5 separate regions of the Mus musculus genome follow, and all the other regions are linked to region 4. Evidence: chromatin contacts called from public Hi-C, HiChIP or PLAC-seq and promoter capture Hi-C data. All regions are on one chromosome and are shown on one strand. The core of a region is the stretch at or near the end of the contact, and the rest is flanking DNA. Distances in the headings are between cores, read along the strand shown. Region 1 holds the start of Aldh4a1 (aldehyde dehydrogenase 4 family, member A1). Region 2 holds the start of Casp9 (caspase 9). Region 3 overlaps Iffo2 (intermediate filament family orphan 2). Region 4 holds the start of Rcc2 (regulator of chromosome condensation 2). Region 5 overlaps Aldh4a1 (aldehyde dehydrogenase 4 family, member A1).

The links. Promoter capture Hi-C pulls out the DNA fragments that hold promoters and counts their contacts. Hi-C and Micro-C count contacts between places; a contact is called where the count stands out from the background. HiChIP or PLAC-seq counts read pairs in DNA pulled down with a chosen protein or histone mark.
Region 1: a contact with region 4 is called in an H3K27ac HiChIP or PLAC-seq map of acute myeloid leukemia, with 10 times the contacts expected there. The contact joins the promoter of Aldh4a1 here to the promoter of Rcc2 in region 4. A contact is called at or near these places in 1 of 39 promoter capture datasets (liver), 1 of 15 datasets of contacts at CTCF or cohesin (large pre-B cells), 1 of 484 Hi-C or Micro-C datasets (B cells) and 11 of 115 datasets of contacts at active chromatin or transcription factors (T-cell acute lymphoblastic leukemia, acute myeloid leukemia, astrocytes and 7 more).
Region 2: a Hi-C map of CD8 T cells shows a contact between it and region 4, with 5 times the contacts expected there. The contact joins the promoter of Casp9 here to the promoter of Rcc2 in region 4. A contact is called at or near these places in 1 of 39 promoter capture datasets (pre-B cells), 2 of 484 Hi-C or Micro-C datasets (CD4 T cells and CD8 T cells) and 1 of 115 datasets of contacts at active chromatin or transcription factors (pancreatic cancer cells).
Region 3: a promoter capture Hi-C map of liver shows a contact between it and region 4, with 5 times the contacts expected there. The contact joins the enhancer-like site here to the promoter of Rcc2 in region 4. A contact is called at or near these places in 3 of 39 promoter capture datasets (frontonasal cranial neural crest, hippocampal neurons and liver), 1 of 484 Hi-C or Micro-C datasets (embryonic stem cells), 4 of 115 datasets of contacts at active chromatin or transcription factors (astrocytes, embryonic hindbrain, embryonic stem cells and 1 more) and 1 of 9 other capture datasets (embryonic stem cells).
Region 5: a contact with region 4 is called in an H3K27ac HiChIP or PLAC-seq map of acute myeloid leukemia, with 15 times the contacts expected there. The contact joins the enhancer-like site here to the promoter of Rcc2 in region 4. A contact is called at or near these places in 1 of 39 promoter capture datasets (hippocampal neurons), 2 of 484 Hi-C or Micro-C datasets (the G1E-ER4 cell line and cortical neurons) and 8 of 115 datasets of contacts at active chromatin or transcription factors (acute myeloid leukemia, astrocytes, embryonic forebrain and 5 more).

The regions. Positions count from the first base shown.
Region 1 is chr4:139,620,919-139,624,232 of GRCm38.p6, forward strand. It overlaps Aldh4a1 (aldehyde dehydrogenase 4 family, member A1), which reads left to right and starts at 1,976. Exons shown (of 15, transcript NM_175438.4): 1 at 1,976-2,279. The coding sequence starts at 2,221.
Region 2 is chr4:141,791,761-141,795,070 of GRCm38.p6, forward strand. It overlaps Casp9 (caspase 9), which reads left to right and starts at 1,852. Exons shown (of 9, transcript NM_015733.5): 1 at 1,852-2,226. The coding sequence starts at 2,095.
Region 3 is chr4:139,597,404-139,600,582 of GRCm38.p6, forward strand. The region is part of intron 1 of Iffo2 (intermediate filament family orphan 2); the gene reads left to right. Among named protein-coding and RNA genes, the nearest start is that of Aldh4a1, 24 kb to the right of the region's middle. RefSeq lists an enhancer at 38-3,179. Within about 2 kb of position 1,693, at least 322 of the 459 cell types and tissues checked have an H3K27ac peak or open chromatin away from gene starts, as enhancers often do. A contact at or near this core is called in astrocytes, embryonic stem cells, liver and 1 more, where this site is marked.
Region 4 is chr4:140,699,511-140,702,808 of GRCm38.p6, forward strand. It overlaps Rcc2 (regulator of chromosome condensation 2), which reads left to right and starts at 1,963. Exons shown (of 13, transcript NM_173867.5): 1 at 1,963-2,140; 2 at 2,637-2,925. The coding sequence starts at 2,647.
Region 5 is chr4:139,637,970-139,641,295 of GRCm38.p6, forward strand. Aldh4a1 (aldehyde dehydrogenase 4 family, member A1) reads left to right here. Exons shown (of 15, transcript NM_175438.4): 8 at 406-593; 9 at 2,644-2,717. Among named protein-coding and RNA genes, the nearest start is that of Mir7020, 4.4 kb to the right of the region's middle. Within about 2 kb of position 2,037, at least 44 of the 459 cell types and tissues checked have an H3K27ac peak or open chromatin away from gene starts, as enhancers often do. A contact at or near this core is called in the G1E-ER4 cell line and acute myeloid leukemia, where this site is marked.

The DNA.
Region 1 (3,314 bases), core at 726-3,225, 1.1 Mb before region 4:
AGAGAAACTGCTGCTTGGTCACATGATGTAGCTCTTTCCTAGTCCCATCTCCTAGAGTGCCTTAAATGGAGTAGTTGGCAGGAAAGGGGGAAGACCAGGGTGACGGGTGTTCAAGGTGCATAACATCATCCTATTTAACAGAAGAGGAAACCGAGGTCCACAGAGCCTGCATGGGATAGTTTTTATGTCAGCTTGACAGAAGCTGGTGGCATCTGAAAGAAGGGGACAAAAAATTTTAAGAATATGCCTCCAAGGCTGGAGAGATGGCTCAGCAGTTAAGAGCACGGTCTGCTCTTCCAGAGGTCCTGAGTTCAAATCTCAGCAACCACATGGTGGCTCACAACCATCTATAATGGTTTCTGATGCCCTCTTCTGGTGTATCTGAAGAGAAACAAGTATTATACTTACATATAATAAATAAGTAAATCTTTTCTAAAAAAAAGAAAAAGGAAAAAAAAAGAAAATGTCTCCAAAAGATCAGCCTGTGGGCAAGCCTGTAGGGCATTTCCTTTTCTTTCTTTTTCTGTTTTATTAATTAGTTAATTAATTATTACATTATTGTTAGTATTAGTATTATTATCATTTTAGTTATTTGAGACAAGGTTTCTCTGTATAGACTGGAACTCACTCTGTAGACCAGGCTAGCCTCAAACTCAGAGATCTGTCTGCATCTACCTCCTAAGTGCTAGATGTAAAGGTATGCACTACCACTGCACAGCTACTTGGGCAAAAAAAATTCTTAATTTGTGATTGATGTGGGAGGGCCCAGCCTATTCTAGGTAGTCCAACCCCTGGACTGGCGGTCCACCTGTAAGGCTGAGCAAGCCAGTAAGCAGCGTCCCTCCACGGCTTCTGCATCAGCTCCTGCCTCCAGGTTCCTGCCTCAGTGATGAGCTGAAAATTTGCACACGTAAACCTTTAACTCCCCACTTGCTTTTTGGTCATGGTGTTTTGAGGCGAATCTGCCCAGTGTGGTATCAAATTAGAACCAGAGGGACCCCAAAGTAAATGCCCTGGTTACATTGTCAAAGACAGAGAAACACGTTGAAGCAGGACTGTGGTGGTGCAGGCCTTTAATCCCAGCACTCTGGAGGCAGACCTGCGGGTGGATCTCTGTAAATTCAGGGCCTGGTCTATAGAGCCAGTTCCAGGATAGCCAAGGCTACACAGAGAAACCCTGTCTGAAAAAGTAAAACCAAGCCAAAAAAAAAAAATTAAAAAAATTAAACAAAAACAAAACCCAAAGAGAATAAAGTAAGAAAACCCATACCAGTATCTTAGGAATACAGTGGTTCCCTAAGGCATCATTCTAAGAGCAGGTTTCGGAAGCTGTTTTAATACGTTCGAGTATTCATCAAACAACGTCTCATGAAGAAAACTGAAAATTTTAACCACGGGGCAGAGGGACAGAGGGACAGAGGCAGGAACAACTGGTTTTTGTGGCTAGAGGCTTTTAAGAAAAGGAAGAAATAAAGAAAATTAAAACGAAGAACGTTAAGTTCAGGCCCGCTAGGGTTTTATCTCATTCTGATTCCAATCTGGAAGGAAGCAAGCCCAGGCTTGGCCCTGAGCCAGGCTGGGAGATGGAGGGCAGATCAGGCTCCATGCACGGTGGCAGCCCCCGGGGAGGTGGCAGGGAGCTGGCCTTGGTGTGGCTCGGCGGGCCCGGGCAGAGTTGTAGCCTGCAGATGTCCAGCCTTCCAGCCACCAAGTGTTGGGGACCCAAGTAGCACCTGTCGCGTCGACCGGGTCCCCCCCCCCCCCCCCCCCCGGCCACTTCTACTACTGAGCACGCGCTCTGTGCAGGATCTGTCATTGGCTCCTGCAACTCTCCAGCCCTGCCTAAGAAGGCTGCAGCTTGCCTGTCCTGCTGATTGGCCTGGAGGCTTTCATGCGAGACTCTGATTGGTCAGTGAGGCTCACGCCCTCTCTCCTTGGGTCATACCATAAGGAGAGGAGACGAGGAGAAGAGAGTATCATTTCAGGGCTTTTCTGCTGCATTCTCTTGACCCGCAGTCCACAGTAGCAATTTTGATGTTAAATACAGCTGATGTTTATTGACAGAGGGGGAAGGGTACCCGAGGAGGGGCCCCGAAGGAGGTGGACCGGGCGATGCTGCGCCTCCCGCAGAGGTAGTGCGCTCCGGGCTTGTCTAGTCCAGCCCGGTGGGGCTGACTCTGAGCTTCCCACAGCTGCGCAAGACTGTTAAGAGTCTCCGCGATGCTGCCGCTGCCGTCGCTCCGCCGATCCCTGCTGTCCCATGCCTGGAGGGGCGCTGGGTGAGTGAACCCCTCTGCTGCCTGAGTCCTGAGAGCCGTGGACAGATCCCACTCTGTGGGTCCTCCAGGTTGCAGCCATTATCTCCAGGGTCCCTATGGCTCCCCTAAGTGCGCGCCGGGTCGCGACCTGCAGAGCCACTCTCCCATGGAGAACCTGTGGCGCCTTACCAGGTCTCTCTAGAGCAGTGGTTCTTAACAAATGCTGTGACCCTTTCCTCTTGGTGTGGTGACTCCCCAACCGAAAAATTATGCCACTTCATAACCGTATTTTGCTACTGTTATAAATCGTCATGTAAATATCTAATATGCAGAATAGCTGATATGCGACCCCTGTGAAAGGATCGCTCGGGGTGGCGACCTACAGGTTGCAAACCAATGTCCTAGATGGCCAGTTTTCCTATCCAAGGAACCCCAGGGAGGGTGTGGCGTCCGGATTTGTGCCCACGCCCCCTTCCTACACCCCTCTTTCTCCTAACGCTGTATATTTCAAATTTGCTGATTCTCCCAGACCTTGGCCGGCCCTGTGTTCCCATTCTGGAGCCTTCCGACACTCCCAGGGACCTCTCCACCCCACTCCCTTTTTGTTCAATATTGGGCTTTTGTTTTACGGTGGGTGCCATAATGACTTTTATAACGTGTGATGCGGCTCTGCGTGGCATGGGGCTCATTTTGAGGTTTGCCTAAATCCATTCAGACAAGTTCCTTAATAAATCACCGGGAGGCAGAGGCAGGCAGGTCACTGAGTGCAAGGCCAGCTTGTTCTGCAAGAGCAGGTTCGAGGAGGGTCAGGGATACACGAGAAACCCTGTCTCAAAAACAAACAAACAAACAAACAAACAAACAAACGTAATGAAGAGACAGGTAAGCCCTAGGGCAGAGAGCTGCTTGCTTTCAGCCAGAATCCTGGCTGCCTTAGTGATGTGTTCCAATATCCTGCCCCAGTATGGCTCACGGCCTGTTTGAACTTGGGTATTATTCCCCATTTCTGCCTGCCTTCCTTGTACAGTTTACACAGCACCCCCACACCCCTACTTT
Region 2 (3,310 bases), core at 602-3,101, 1.1 Mb after region 4:
TGTATATCGTTGTTCTTTGGGCTCTTTCAGGTAGAGCTCTTTCAGGTAAGCTCCTGCAGGTAGAGTCTCACACTTTTCTTGTTCAGCATTGTATCACTGTCTGCACAGACCTTGGTTTGTACAAGCTGCCAGTAAATATTTGAATAGTTAGTTGCAAAATAAATAAAAAATGAAGCTAAAGCCTATCATCGTCATCCCCCCCCCCCCCCCCGCCTCTCGTGCATGCTAGGCGAATGCGCTGTCGCAGAGCTGAATATTGGTCTGTGCCTAAGGCTTTGCTGCTCGAGTGACCTATACTATACCTGTGTTTTGGATTGATTTTCTGCACTGGCACCAGCAGACCAATTTGCACTCACTCATGTTTATTTTTACCAAGCTGAAACTAGGTTATTTAACAGTCTGAGAAATCAGGTGGCAGGGATAACTGCCAAATCCCCAAACAAGCCAGTTTTAGCCAACGTGGTGAATCTCCTTTACTTTGGGGCAACTAACCCCCTTTGAGTTTCTCATTACTGCTCTCCCCAGATTTCCTGTTTGTAAATTCACCTCAGCTGCTCCTCCCGAGTGTACATCCTATTTTATGGAAGGAAATGTTGACTGATGCCCAAATCAGGAAACAAGTGTAATATTATCGTTTGACATATTCCAAGGTGGATTCTTGGCTATGAGTCTATTCTGGTTCTGGTCACGCTGTGAGATCCCTGACACATGTCTACAGCTGTCATCAAGGAATAACTATATCCCTGTCAGGAATGTGGCATAAGGCTAGCAGAGAGAATAGCGTAAGGGGCTAGCACAATGCCCAATTACTTTTTTAAAAATGTGTTTAATTAGTTAATGCATATATGAGCACTCTGTCTTCATGCACAGAGGGAATCAGATCCCATTACAGATGGTTGTAAACCACTATGTGGTGGCTGGGATTTGAACTCAGGACCTCTGGAAGAACAGCTGGTCCTCTTTACCCTGAACCATCCATCTCTTCAGACCTTGTTCAATTACTTTTTTTAAAGATTTATTTATTTATTACATGTAAGTACACTGTAGCTGTCTTCAGACATCAGAAGAGGGTGTCATTTCTCAATACAGATGGTTGTTGAACCACCATGTGGTTGCTGGGATTTGAACTCATGACCTTCAGAATAGCAGTTGGTGTTCTTAACCGCTGAGCCATCTCTCCAGTTATTTCAATTACTTTTTAAGTCGTGGAAATAAGTGGTACAAAACTGAGAGAACATAGGATTAGATTCCTGGCAGTTTCTCTGGGGGAGGTGCTGAGGAGGGAAAGAGAGCGAGATCTAACCAATGAGCTTGGTTAGATTGAGGGCACGATAGCCCTGAAACAGCAGGCAGCAAGAGGTTTACTAGCCGCAGCGTTAGAAAGCCACAGCCAGCAAGGGACTTGAAAGATCTAGGACAAATGTCTAGGCGTGGTTTTCTTCCCTTTTCTCTCGTGATCCTTTGAGTATCTGTAGAAGTAGGGTCATTGTGAATTTTGGTAGAGCAATCGCCATGCGAGGGGAAAAGTTACAACTACCGCTAAGCAGAACCAGCAAATGGGAGCAAGATAGCAAGGCAACCACAAGGCCTGGAACCCTAGGGGAGAGTCTGGGATGCAAAGGAGGGCTTCGGGGCGGGGCGAAGGAACTCGGTAGGGCGGGATTGCTGGTCTACGAGGCGAGGAGGGGCGAGTCCTAGGGGAGAAGCGTTATCATGTGAGGCAGGTCTTAGTCCGTACGGCGAAGTGATGGGGCGGAGCTTGAATGCAGCGCCAGTGGGCGTGGCGAAGCAGCGCGGTCGTAGGGCGTGGCGAAGGGGCGGGGCCTGAGAGCGCGGCGTTGAGGGAGGTGTTGGGGGCTGGTGGTGGGGTGAGCGGCCGTGGGAGCTGTTTTGATTGCGGAGGTGGAGCCCAGTGAGCGCGAGTCACAGGCCGCGGGGCGGGGCGGGGCGGGGCGGAGCGGAGCCCAGTGGACCGGGTGACCGCTGGCCGGAGCGGGATCCCTGGAGGCGCTATGTGGGGGCGGGGCGTGGGCGCCGGGGCGGAACCCGAGGGCCGGAAGCGGACAGAACCCGGGGTCCCGCAATCGGCTCGCCATGGACGAGGCGGACCGGCAGCTCCTGCGGCGATGCAGGGTGCGCCTAGTGAGCGAGCTGCAAGTCGCGGAGCTCTGGGACGCTCTGCTGAGTCGAGAGCTCTTCACGCGCGACATGATCGAGGATATTCAGGTGCGCCCCGCCTCCTTGTGTCCGCCCTCTTTTTCCCGCGGCGCAGATAGGGACTGGGAGGTCGCTGAGAGGTTCTCTGAAGCCACTACGGAGCTCCTGCCCTTTTTTTCCGCTTTGCACCCTGTGCAATCCACGCCCTGGGAAACCATGGTGTGGGAACTCCATTTTTAAAACCTTCCCCAGTACTGCCCTCTTAGTTCGCCACAAGAATAAAATAGAAGAACCCATGCTCCTCTTTTGTGGAGTGTTTGTTAAAAGCGGTCTGTAATCTGCACCGTTTGAACTTTTATGATTTTTCTCTTCTCTAGTATAAGGGCCCTAGACACCCACTTTAGCCTTATACTGGCACATTGTACCAGTCACTTCCCGTTTTTGAATCTCAGTTTCTAGGGCTGTGAAATGGAACGGTGGTCATCCTGTCCTAGGACAAGGACATAGAATCAGGATCTGTCTTTTTTGGCTGGGCTTTTATCAAGTGCATGTTTTATAAAGGAGTTCAGAAAAGAAGGAATTTGATGCAGGTAATGCAGAAGAATAAAATCAAACATTTGATTTTTTTTAATCCACTTTCGCCCACTTAAACCTAGAGCATGAGTCACAATGTTGATGGCTTGTGTAAAGGGGTGTATTGAATTTCTACGCTATATGGATTACTGTGTGAGTGGAATTATTCTGGATCAAAATATAATGGTGGCAGTATTATTTTCATTGTACTAGAGTTCAATTTTAGCTTGATAAAATTCTGTATTACACAAGGGAAAAGGTCAACTTGTTCAAAGTCTAAAGATGAGTATGAAAATTACAGAGAAAACAGGATAGCTGTATGCATAAATGCATCTTCTATTGGAAGATACAGAGTAAAAACTCTTAAAGGACTCTAAAAAGAGAAAAAAAAAACCACTTTAGCATCTTTGTTCCAGTTGATGCCTCACCACAGGTCTGAAAAGGGAATATTTCTTTCTGAGAGGATATGAGTGCCAGGCCCTGGGGGACTGTCTACAAGGCTGTCTCCAGCATCTGTATTGGAACGTGGCTTGGTCCAGTGAAGGAGATAGAAGAAAGTGGTGTAGAGTCATGTGGTTAG
Region 3 (3,179 bases), core at 443-2,942, 1.1 Mb before region 4:
CCGTAGCGGGTGGGTTCACTTGAGGTCCCTGGCTGTCACCTTCACTGCCTATGTGCTGGAAGTCCCGGGAAGGAAGAAACGGGGAGAGGAAGGGGGGGGGAGTGCTTTCTGGGTTTGTGGCTCAGCCTTTAGCTTCCTGAGGCATGGGCTGGTGGTTGGTGGTGCCCTGGGTTGTCAAGGTGCCCTACCCCCCACCCCCGCCCTACTCCCTCATCATTTCTGTATTCTGTTGCAGACTCAGAGGGGCTGCAGTACAGAACAAACGAATGGGTGTGGTGTAGAGTGAAGATGTAGACTCAGTCAAGGTTACTGAGCCCCTTTGGAAGGTGCAGAGAAGCCAGTGAGGATCTGGGCCCTCCCAGAAGAACCAGCCCTGGGCTGTGTGGCCCAAGGCTCCCTGGTTGGTCTCTGCTGACGCTCCTGTCTAGCACATAAGGGCCTTTGGCTGAACCTCTGCTCTGCTGGAAGCCCCTTGTCTGCCCATACCTGGTCCTGCCCCAGGGTAGTGGGATGACTTCCCCTTGGTGAGTGGGCTGGAACAGAGAAGGCTTAGGCAGACCACAGGAAAGGAAGCTGCCGTCCACCCCCACCCAGGGCCAGGGCCAGGCCCCGGCCCACGCTTGGCCCAGAGTGAAGTTTTCCACTGAGGGCTCCAGCCCAGCCTCACCTGCGCCTGTTTCCCATCACCTGAGTGAGTCGGCCTGGGCGTGCCTGCTGCCAGGCGGGACCATTCTTGTTGTCCCACCCCCACCCCACCCTGAGGCTCCCGCCCAGCGCCCTTGCCTGCCTGGCCTGCACTTGGAGCTAGACTGAGCTGAAGTGCAGGATCCGATGCTCAGCCCTGTCTCGGCGCTGGGGTCTTCTTCACCCTCCTCTTCCTCTACTTGCAGAGTGGTTCCCACAACTATCTTCAGAAATGGGGAATATAGAAAAGCAACTCACAAAGGGCGATGAGTTCGCCTGGGATATCACAGCCGGGGGATGTGGGAACAGGCGTTGGAATGTTACCAAACTTGGAGTCGCTGTCTATACCCGAAGAAGCCATTCTTGAGCAGCTAATTAAAACAGCCAGATTAATAGTGTGAGAGAGGAAGACGTTCTCAGTGTGGCCACACTGGGGAGAGGGACAATGACCCCCTCAAGTCACTCTTGGGGGCTCGAAGCGAGGGGAAGTGTTTAAATAGCCATGGGTTTGAGCATCTATCCAGCCTTGGACAGAGTGCGGTTCTGCCCCGCCACTGACCTATCATCGTCTGGCTTCACCCTCATTGGTTAAAACTGTGTGGAATCCTTTTCCAGGAGACCAGGTTCCCTTTTGGCTGTCGCCTTTTCCCTTGCGCTGTTATGAGATTCCTTGGGGGGGGGGGGGTTCCATTTCTTGAGGTTCATTGTTTCCGTAGTCTGATAGTCAAATCAAGGGGGGCATAAAAGTGTCTCCTTTCTGAATGTCTTCATTTCTGCTTCTGTCTGTACAGTCTGGGGACTCTGGGATGGACTCCCCATGGGCCCGGGGTTGTCTGTGATGCTCTAATTATTTGCTGGGGCTGCACCCACTTTCTTCTGGGGCCTTTGAGCCTTTCTCTGACTGCACAGGATATGAAAGACCCATGAGTCAGCCCCTCTGTCAGCGGCTTCAGATTGGGTTTCCGTTTCTCCGTAGCTAGACTTTGTGGGCTTCTTCCTGCTTCTGTGTGTCATTTTGAGCTCATGCAAGAGGCAGAACTACTGGCCTGGTTCCAGCAGCTCGGACTAGGCTGGCTTTAAAGCTGCCTCCCCCACCCCACCCCCAGTGGTCAGCCGAGATTTCTCATCTGTCACGTGGTCCTAGCGCTGGCTCCTCTGGAATGCTGAGAGGCCACATCTGGCTGTGACGAGGCTGCCACCTCCCCCTCCAGCTGCCAGGCTCCCACATGTGCCTCTTCCGCCGCCGAGGTGGTGGTGGGGCTCCTTTGTGGGGTCATTTCCTCTCTCTGCATTGATTGTCTAATGTCCCTGCCTCCCCTCCAGGCCTTGAAAGGTTGTAAGTCGTGGGAGGGGAAGGCTTCTCTTTCTCCTGCAAGCTTCCTGTCCTGGCTGTATTTTGCCCCTCCCCCAGGAGGGATGTCTGAGCCCAGTGGCTGTAGAGAGAGCCTGGTTGTGCTGGGAATTTGGTTGTGGATTCCTCAGCCTGGGAGATAAAGATAAGACCCTGGGGTAGGGCTCAGGCCGAAGGAAGGGGCCTGAGTGTGGATCATTTCATTCATTCCTGCCCCCAGCCCCATTCATCCCCTCTCCCATTCATACACACACACACACACACACACACACACACACACACACACACACACACACACACACACACACACACTGCCCCCATTCACCTTCATACCCACCTATCCATCTACCTATTCATCTTCTGGTCTACCCATCTAACCCATGCCCTTTCATTTAATAAGGGTCAGCAAGATGGCTCAGCAGGGAAAGGCGTTTTGCCACCACATACCCCACATGGTGGAGAGAACGGATTCCCGTTCCAATCGTTGACTATCACACTCCTACCAAGAAGAGATCGCAAGGCTGGCCTCTAGCTGTAGACTCAGCTCTCCCTTTGCAGAGATCTTCTTTTCTCTAATCCCTCCTTGCTTCATCTAACCAGGGCCCAGGGTGCTCAGAGCAAGGTGAGGCTGCCCTCAGATGCTGGCATGGTGAAGAGGGTGGAGGTGGCCTCACTTAGAGCCCTATCGTTATCCCTGGCTTCATTCTTAGAAGAGAGCTCTGAGCGGTATTGATGCCCAGGCCATCTGAGAGGATATATCCTGGTCCCTCAGTCTGCCTTAAATCTGTGGCGGCATTCTGAGAGAGAAAAGCCTCGGAGGAGGAGGAAGAGGAGCAGGCTAACCCTTGCCTGGAGGCTAACATTCTTCCTCATCTTCAACATGGGAGCAGTCCTTGGGGGATTAAACGCTCCCAGTATAAGAACACACCTTCCTCTCCGGTTCTTGCATCTGCCACACCACACTTAGAAGTCAGACGAACTGAGTGTCAGGACAAAATAGAACCAACCACCCATCTGCTCACAGGTGGTCTCTTGAAGGTGACCCCAGCCCCCTGGTCTAGCTCAGAGCCACATCCTGATAGGAGTCTTGGGAACAAAGGCTTTCAGGATTTCGGTGAAGCTGGATCCTGGGGAAGATATACCA
Region 4 (3,298 bases), core at 713-3,212:
GCCTTTTCGTGTGTGCGCCCGCACCCCCATCTCAACCAGGGGCATCACTCGGGCTTTCCCTGGGTCTGAAATAGTGAGGCATGGAGTGGCAGAGAACACTTTTCCCATCCGACGAGGAGGGCTGGTTAGTGGGTGTTATCCTCTGAGTGCTCTTCTTCCTTAGCACAGCCTCAGGAAAAACCAGTTTTGGAAGCACCACACCTTGGGTCAGATGATGCAACGTGATATTAGCGTCGGGTTGCATCAGCGGTTCTGACGCATGTGCCTTTTACGCCGGCAGAAAGCCGTATAATGGGGCAGGAGAAAGAGAGAGAGACTCGCTGCCTAAAAACCTTTTAAAGGCACCCTCAGCGTTTCTAATTGGCCACACAGGGTGTTGTCGGGAGGATAACCGCCCAACCAGCCACCACCCCCGGACAAGCTCCGGCGTGCCATTTCCTGAAACCCGGACCTGACGGCACACTTAGGCAGAATTCTTTTCTAGTTGGTTCTAATGTTTTATATCAAAGCATCACGGCTTAATCTCTTCAATCTTTTCGAATGCCAGGTCTATTAAGAGGCTTTCAGACGGTGCTTCTAATATCCCTGAAACGCACCAGTTGGTGCTCATTTTCTGAGTTGTTTTACATAAGTGCTTCCACCCAGGCTGGTGACTTTGATCAAATAACTTAGATTTGGTTCTCCAGGATTCTCCGCCTGCCTTCAAACGTTTGGTCCTGTGCACCCTCCCCCCGCCCCCATCCCGCTTCTTGATGTAATTAAGAACGAACTGCAAAGACCCTAGAAACTCTCTCTAGTCAACCAAGGAAGTTGCCAAAAAAGAAACTTTCAGTGTTAACTCGGGCGCTCGAGAGAGAGAGAGAGAAGTAGGAGGATCAGGTTCAATGTCAGCCTGGGCTACACGGTCAGTTTCAGGCCAGCCTGGGCTACATGAGACGGAAACAAAACCCCAAAGAAAAACATTTGTCAGAAGAGAAAGTGACACTGAGATGCAAACCTTCCCCTAGTTCCAACCAAGCCGATCGTGCACGTGGCTTGTCGGGTCCTGTGAGGGGGGCCCTGTCGACTCCTCAGCCTTGACCCCAGCACCTCTGGCCACTTCTCTTCCCGGATTCCTAGACCCTGCACTGTCCCACGGGGTAGGGGAAAGGTTTCCTCTCCCACTTCTGCCAGGTCAGATTCTTTACAATTTTAAAACTCAGCTCTCCCAGGGAACGCCTTCCTTGATCCTGGAACCCGGTAAGTACCATGCTTTCAGTAATTTCTTAATCTTTCCTCTTACTTCGCCTTCCAACTGGGCAGAGATCTTGTTCTCCAGGTCTGTATTCTAAGCTTCTAGCACCTTTGCATCTAGTCTTGCTTGTACTGAGGCGCGGTAAATACGTTTTTAAAATGAAGAAAATTCCCATCACAAGTACTTTCAAGTCCACCTATGCTAATTACTAATTTCATAGTACGTCCCCCAGCTAATTACTAATTTCATACTACACCAAACCTTTATGTAACTTGATCATTCTAACAGCACCCGGCTGCACACTCTGGACGCATCCACGACGTATCAAATCTACCCTGAGTCTGCACAGGAGAAAGTTACTCAAATTGTGTTCATTTTTCATTCCCATCACTCAATTAGGGCACGTCCCTCGCTGGCTGCTGCGTGAGCAAAGCAACTATTTTCCAGCGAGTGTCCTCAGGTGACCTGTCTAGACGCTCAGGGGGAAAAAACAAGAGAATCTGACACTCTCCCGAGCCCCGAAGACGCCTTGTGACGCGCAGGCCGCGCTGCGTGCAAGGGCGTGCGGAGCGCGCAAGCGGCGGGGCCCAGCGGGGCCTGCGGCGTGGCGCCGGGCGTCCGGGACGCAGGCTCGGGTGGGCGGCCCGGCTGGGCGGTGGGGTCCTCCGGCCGGTAGGGGGCGCGCGCACCCGGGGCCCCTCGCCGCCCGCCGCGCGCGCGCTCGCTTGCCGCCCGGCCGCACATGTGTTTCTGTTTTGTGTTGTAGCATTTGTTCTGGAAGCTCGTATTTACATTTTAAGTGTATCTGGTGAGTGGGCTGGAGCCCTCGTCCCGGCCGGGGAGAGAAGAAGCCTTCGACCCCGTCTTTCAGTCGCTTCCCTCCTCGTTTCTCATCACTCCAACCAGGTAGGGGCTGGAAACCGTCTGGGACCAGTTTGCAGGGTCTGGGAAAGTTTTTTTTTTTTCCTCTTTTTTTTTCTCCTCTCCCTCCCCCTTCCCCCCCGAGAAAGGTTAAAAAAAAAAAAAAAGACGCTGGGGAAGGGGGGGTTGGGGGACGGAATGAATAAGAAGGGGAAGGAAGGCGGATCCACGTGGTTTAATCGGAGACAGACAGAGATCCCATTGTTCAAAATCAATAAAAAAAAAAAAAAAAAAAAAAAGCAGACGGGGCGAGCGCCGGGCCGCGGGGGCCGGGCTGGGGCCCCACGAAAGTTCCTCTTTTCGCGCGTGCTCGCAGGTGCTTGGGGCCCGGCCGGGGTACAGGGGGGGGTCCCCGCGTGGCGCGCGGCGTGGGGAGGGGCGAGGGAGCAGCAGGTGGGGCGGCCCACGCCGCGCCGCGCGTCCCCTCCCCCGCCCCGCAGCCCGCCCCGTGTGCATTGTGCGCCCCGTGTGTCTCCCGCAGCCCGGCGACCATGCCCAGGAAGAAGGGGGCGGCCTGGGAGGAGCCGAGTTCGGGCAACGGCACGGCGCGCGCGGGGCCCCGGCGACGCGGCGGCCCCGCGGGCAGGAAGCGCGAGCGGCCCGAGCGCTGCAGCAGCAGCAGCGGCGGCGGCAGCAGCGGCGACGAGGACGGCCCGGAGCTGGACGGGGCCCCCGGCGGCGGCAAGCGCACAGCCAGGCCGGCGACGGCGGGCAAGGCGGCCGGCGCGGCCGCGATCATCACGGAGCCCGAGCACACGAAGGAGCGCGTCGTGAGTGGGGCGGGGGCGGTTGGCGGTTTTGGGGGGGAGGGGCGCCGTGGGGTCACGCCCCGCCCCTCCCCCACGCCGCGCGGGGGAACTCCGGGGAGCCAGTCCCGGGCCGGGGGAGGGGGGGGACCGGGTGTGCGCGGCCACGCGGGGGCTGTCAGTCCCTCCTTCCCCCCCGTGCGTCCACCCCCCTCCTCCCCCCCACCCCCGCGTCTCTTCCTCCCCCCGAGGGGGGAGGGCAGTCCGCGGGGAGCAGCCGGCTCGCGCCGGGGCTTTGAGGTTCCCGCCGCTGCGGCTCGGGCGCCCCGGGGGGGCGGGGCCTGGCGCGCGGCGCGCATGCTCCGTGTTAGCCCGGCGCGGTCGGCCCGGCCGGTGC
Region 5 (3,326 bases), core at 787-3,286, 1.1 Mb before region 4:
CACAGGGACAGCCTCGTGCATTGTGGATCGGGCCCTCCTGGTGCCTATGAGGCTGCACGTGCTCTGACTCAGCGCACGTGCATGTAGTGTGTGCGTACTTGTCCAGCCACACCCTGGGATGTCCCAGAACACTGGGAACAGTCGTAACCTGGAATGAAGGCAAGACTCGGCCCAGGCTTGCAGGGAAAGGGGGCCCAGGCCAGAGTGAGAGGTGAAGACTGGGGTCTCCATGGCAGGGGCCTCTGGAAAACAGCACAAACAGTGCTGTGAGCTTGACAGCACAGTGAGCTTGGATAGGGTCTGAATCAGGTTCCCATAGGGGTGACCGTGCTGTGCAGCGGGATACATGCTGGCATGGTTGGTCTTTCGCCACCTTGTGAATCATGTTTGACACCTTTATGACAGGGCAACGTGGTTCTGTGGAAGCCCAGTGACACTGCCATGCTGGCTAGCTACGCCGTCTACCGCATCCTCCGGGAGGCCGGCTTGCCCCCCAACATAATCCAGTTTGTGCCAGCCGACGGGCCAACCTTCGGGGACACAGTCACCAGCTCAGAGCACCTTTGTGGCATCAATTTTACAGGCAGTGTCCCGTAAGTCCCTGAGGGGGTGGGACGGGACATGGGGTGTAGGGATATGAGCTGATGTTTGCGGCTGTGAACCCAGCGGTCACACGCTGGCCTTGCCCACTCCCTCTGTGTGAGCATGGGCGAGCCACTGTGCCGAATGAGAGTGGAGGGGTCCCTATCTTGGTGAATCTTTGAAAGGATGGAAAAGGTGAACCATTGTGTGGGCTGGAAACACAGCCCGTGGCTGAGGACAGCCTCCCACCACAGAGGGCATGAACGGGTGAGCTGGAAACAGGAGATGCTGGGCCTGCATTGTGGAGGAGGCACCCCCGTGGAAGGTTGGCTAGGCAGAGGTGAGGAGGTGGGAACAGGGTTATAGGAAGGAGGAGGATACTAAGGGGGCCTGCTGGCTAAGCCTGTGATACTTTGCAGGGCGTGTCCCCTGGGCCTGGAGGGTGGAGTCAGAGGGGCAGACCAGGCATCAGCACGCAGACTCAGCAAGTGTCTTCCAACCCCCAACCCCCAACACCCCCCACCCCCCCCCCCCCGAAGCACAGAGTTCTGTGTCAAGGCTGGAGATAAGTTAGCTATGAGGTCAAGGTCCCTGCTCGCCACCTGTCCACTCCGCCTCCCTGGGTCCCATCTTTCAGATTTGGCCCAGCAGCTCCTAGGAGTCTTCCGAATCTGCAGAGGTGTGTGTGGGCTGCACGCGGAAGGTGGTGGGAGACGCGGAAGGTTCTAGGGAATTGGTCTAAGCACTGTACTGTTTCAGGCTGGGGTTGCCCATTGGATCTAAGAGGGGCTAGCTTTGTTTTCTTGGATTCCTAAGAGCCATAGCCCGGACATGTCTAATTGGGAGTGTTTTATCTTTTAAACCTTATGTGGTGTATGTTCCGGTCCCCCTGGGCCTGCACGTCTCATTAGCTAGAGGTGGACAACACTTTGTAGCTTCCTCAGACCCTCTCCATACCTGGGTCTGTGTATCCCAGGTCTGCCCACTGTTTGCCCTCCTCTCCTGTCTGTACTCTCTCCTAGGATTCGGCTTCAAAAGGTCTGGAAGTTGGGAGCTTCAGGGATTGGGATAATAGCTATGGATCATGTAGAGATCTCAGAGCCTAGGGCATAGTACACCAAGCAGGGTGGTGAGCCAGTGGGGGTCTGCAGCCAGGGTCTGAGTCCGGGACAGTCTGGCCTCGGTAGGAAGAGGGATTGATACTGTCAGGGTATACAGGCTTGGGGGCAGTTGAGTCATGTGTAGGTCACTGACTGAGGAGCTTTCTGGTCGAGTGGGTGGAGCTGACTGGGACAGCCCCGTGTCCCATTTAGCATCTGCAGCCCTTACTGTGTGGCACCTGCAATGGCGTCTCTGCACCCTCCGTGCCTGGTTCGCCAGTGTGGGTGGTTGGTAGCTTGAGGAGTGCTGACAGGGCCTTTTCCCCAGAGGCCTGTCCTGCCAGTGCTCGGGTCTCTGCCTGTTAGCAGGCAGAGAGAGGGCCTGGCCCCCTGTTTGCTACGCTCTAGCAAGCTGCTAGGCCGAAGGTAGCAAAGTCATAAATTACCGTTAGCTGCTGTGCCGGGTGATTAGCATTTTTATTGTTTTGTGGTGTTGAGGTTGGTCACAGTGAAGCCCGGGGAGGAGGCTTGTGTCTCAGGGGCGGCAGGTCCGGGTGGCCTGAGCTGTTGGTTTGGTCTGTCAGGCCAGGCCCTGGGCCAGGATGCTCCCCATAGCCACCGAGGTGTGTGTTGCTTTTGAGCGACTGCAGTGTGCCCAGCGTGAGCCTAAGTTCGGGCTTATTCTGGAACGCCTGTGGGCCGAGCTCATTCTTCAGGTGAGGTGCAGAATTGGAGGCTTGGCGACACTTCACACAGCCCTGTGTCAGAGCCCGGGACCAGCACTATCTGTTTTCACATCTGGGCCTTCTGGGTGCCACCCCACCCCCATCACAGCTGCCAGTATCCACTTAGTTCCTCCTGGTACTACCGTGACCCCTGCACACCCGCCTTAGGCATTTCCCCCAGGTCTTTTTAGCCTCTTCCTCTCGTGGCTTCTTGACACTGTGTCTCTTGGTTCTAGCACCTTCAAACACCTGTGGAGGCAGGTGGCCCAGAACCTGGACCGGTTCCGTACCTTCCCACGCTTGGCTGGAGGTGAGCCCCGCCCCTCACACGCTTCCAGGGACCCCCCCTTCCTGAGCCATTATGAGCAACCAGGAGAAAGAGAAGGGTCACTTGGATCTTCTTGGGATCCTTTGAGCCAACAATGGGGACTTCTCTATCAGCCTGCACAGTGACACTCCTCCCCCCCCCCCCCGCCCCCGGAGCTATGTGTGAGCATGAAACACCTAATCATGCCTGTGGCGGGGACTGAAAGCTGTGTTCCTTTTTGGACCTGTGTTGGTGGCACACATGACTCAGGGCTGCTGTGTGGAAAGCACGGGTCTGAGCAGGGGAGGAAGGAGCCCATTTGTGGGTGTGGAGGGGGGACAGGAAAGGAGGAAGCTAGCTGAGAGGACAGCAGCGTGGTCTCTCATCAGCAGTGGTAACTCTCTCCCTGAGAAACCATTCTCTGATCACAAACACTTGATGCACGTTGTGAGGCAAAGCCAATGGACTCTCCTCCTCCAGGGTTTCTCAGAGCTTTTAGTACTCCATTTATATCCTCAGAGAGTATAACTGGCTATGCAGTGTTTCCCGGACTCCCTGGGCCACGGAACCCCATTTTGCACAGTCCCCGTGGGGCCAGGAGTTGTAGAACAC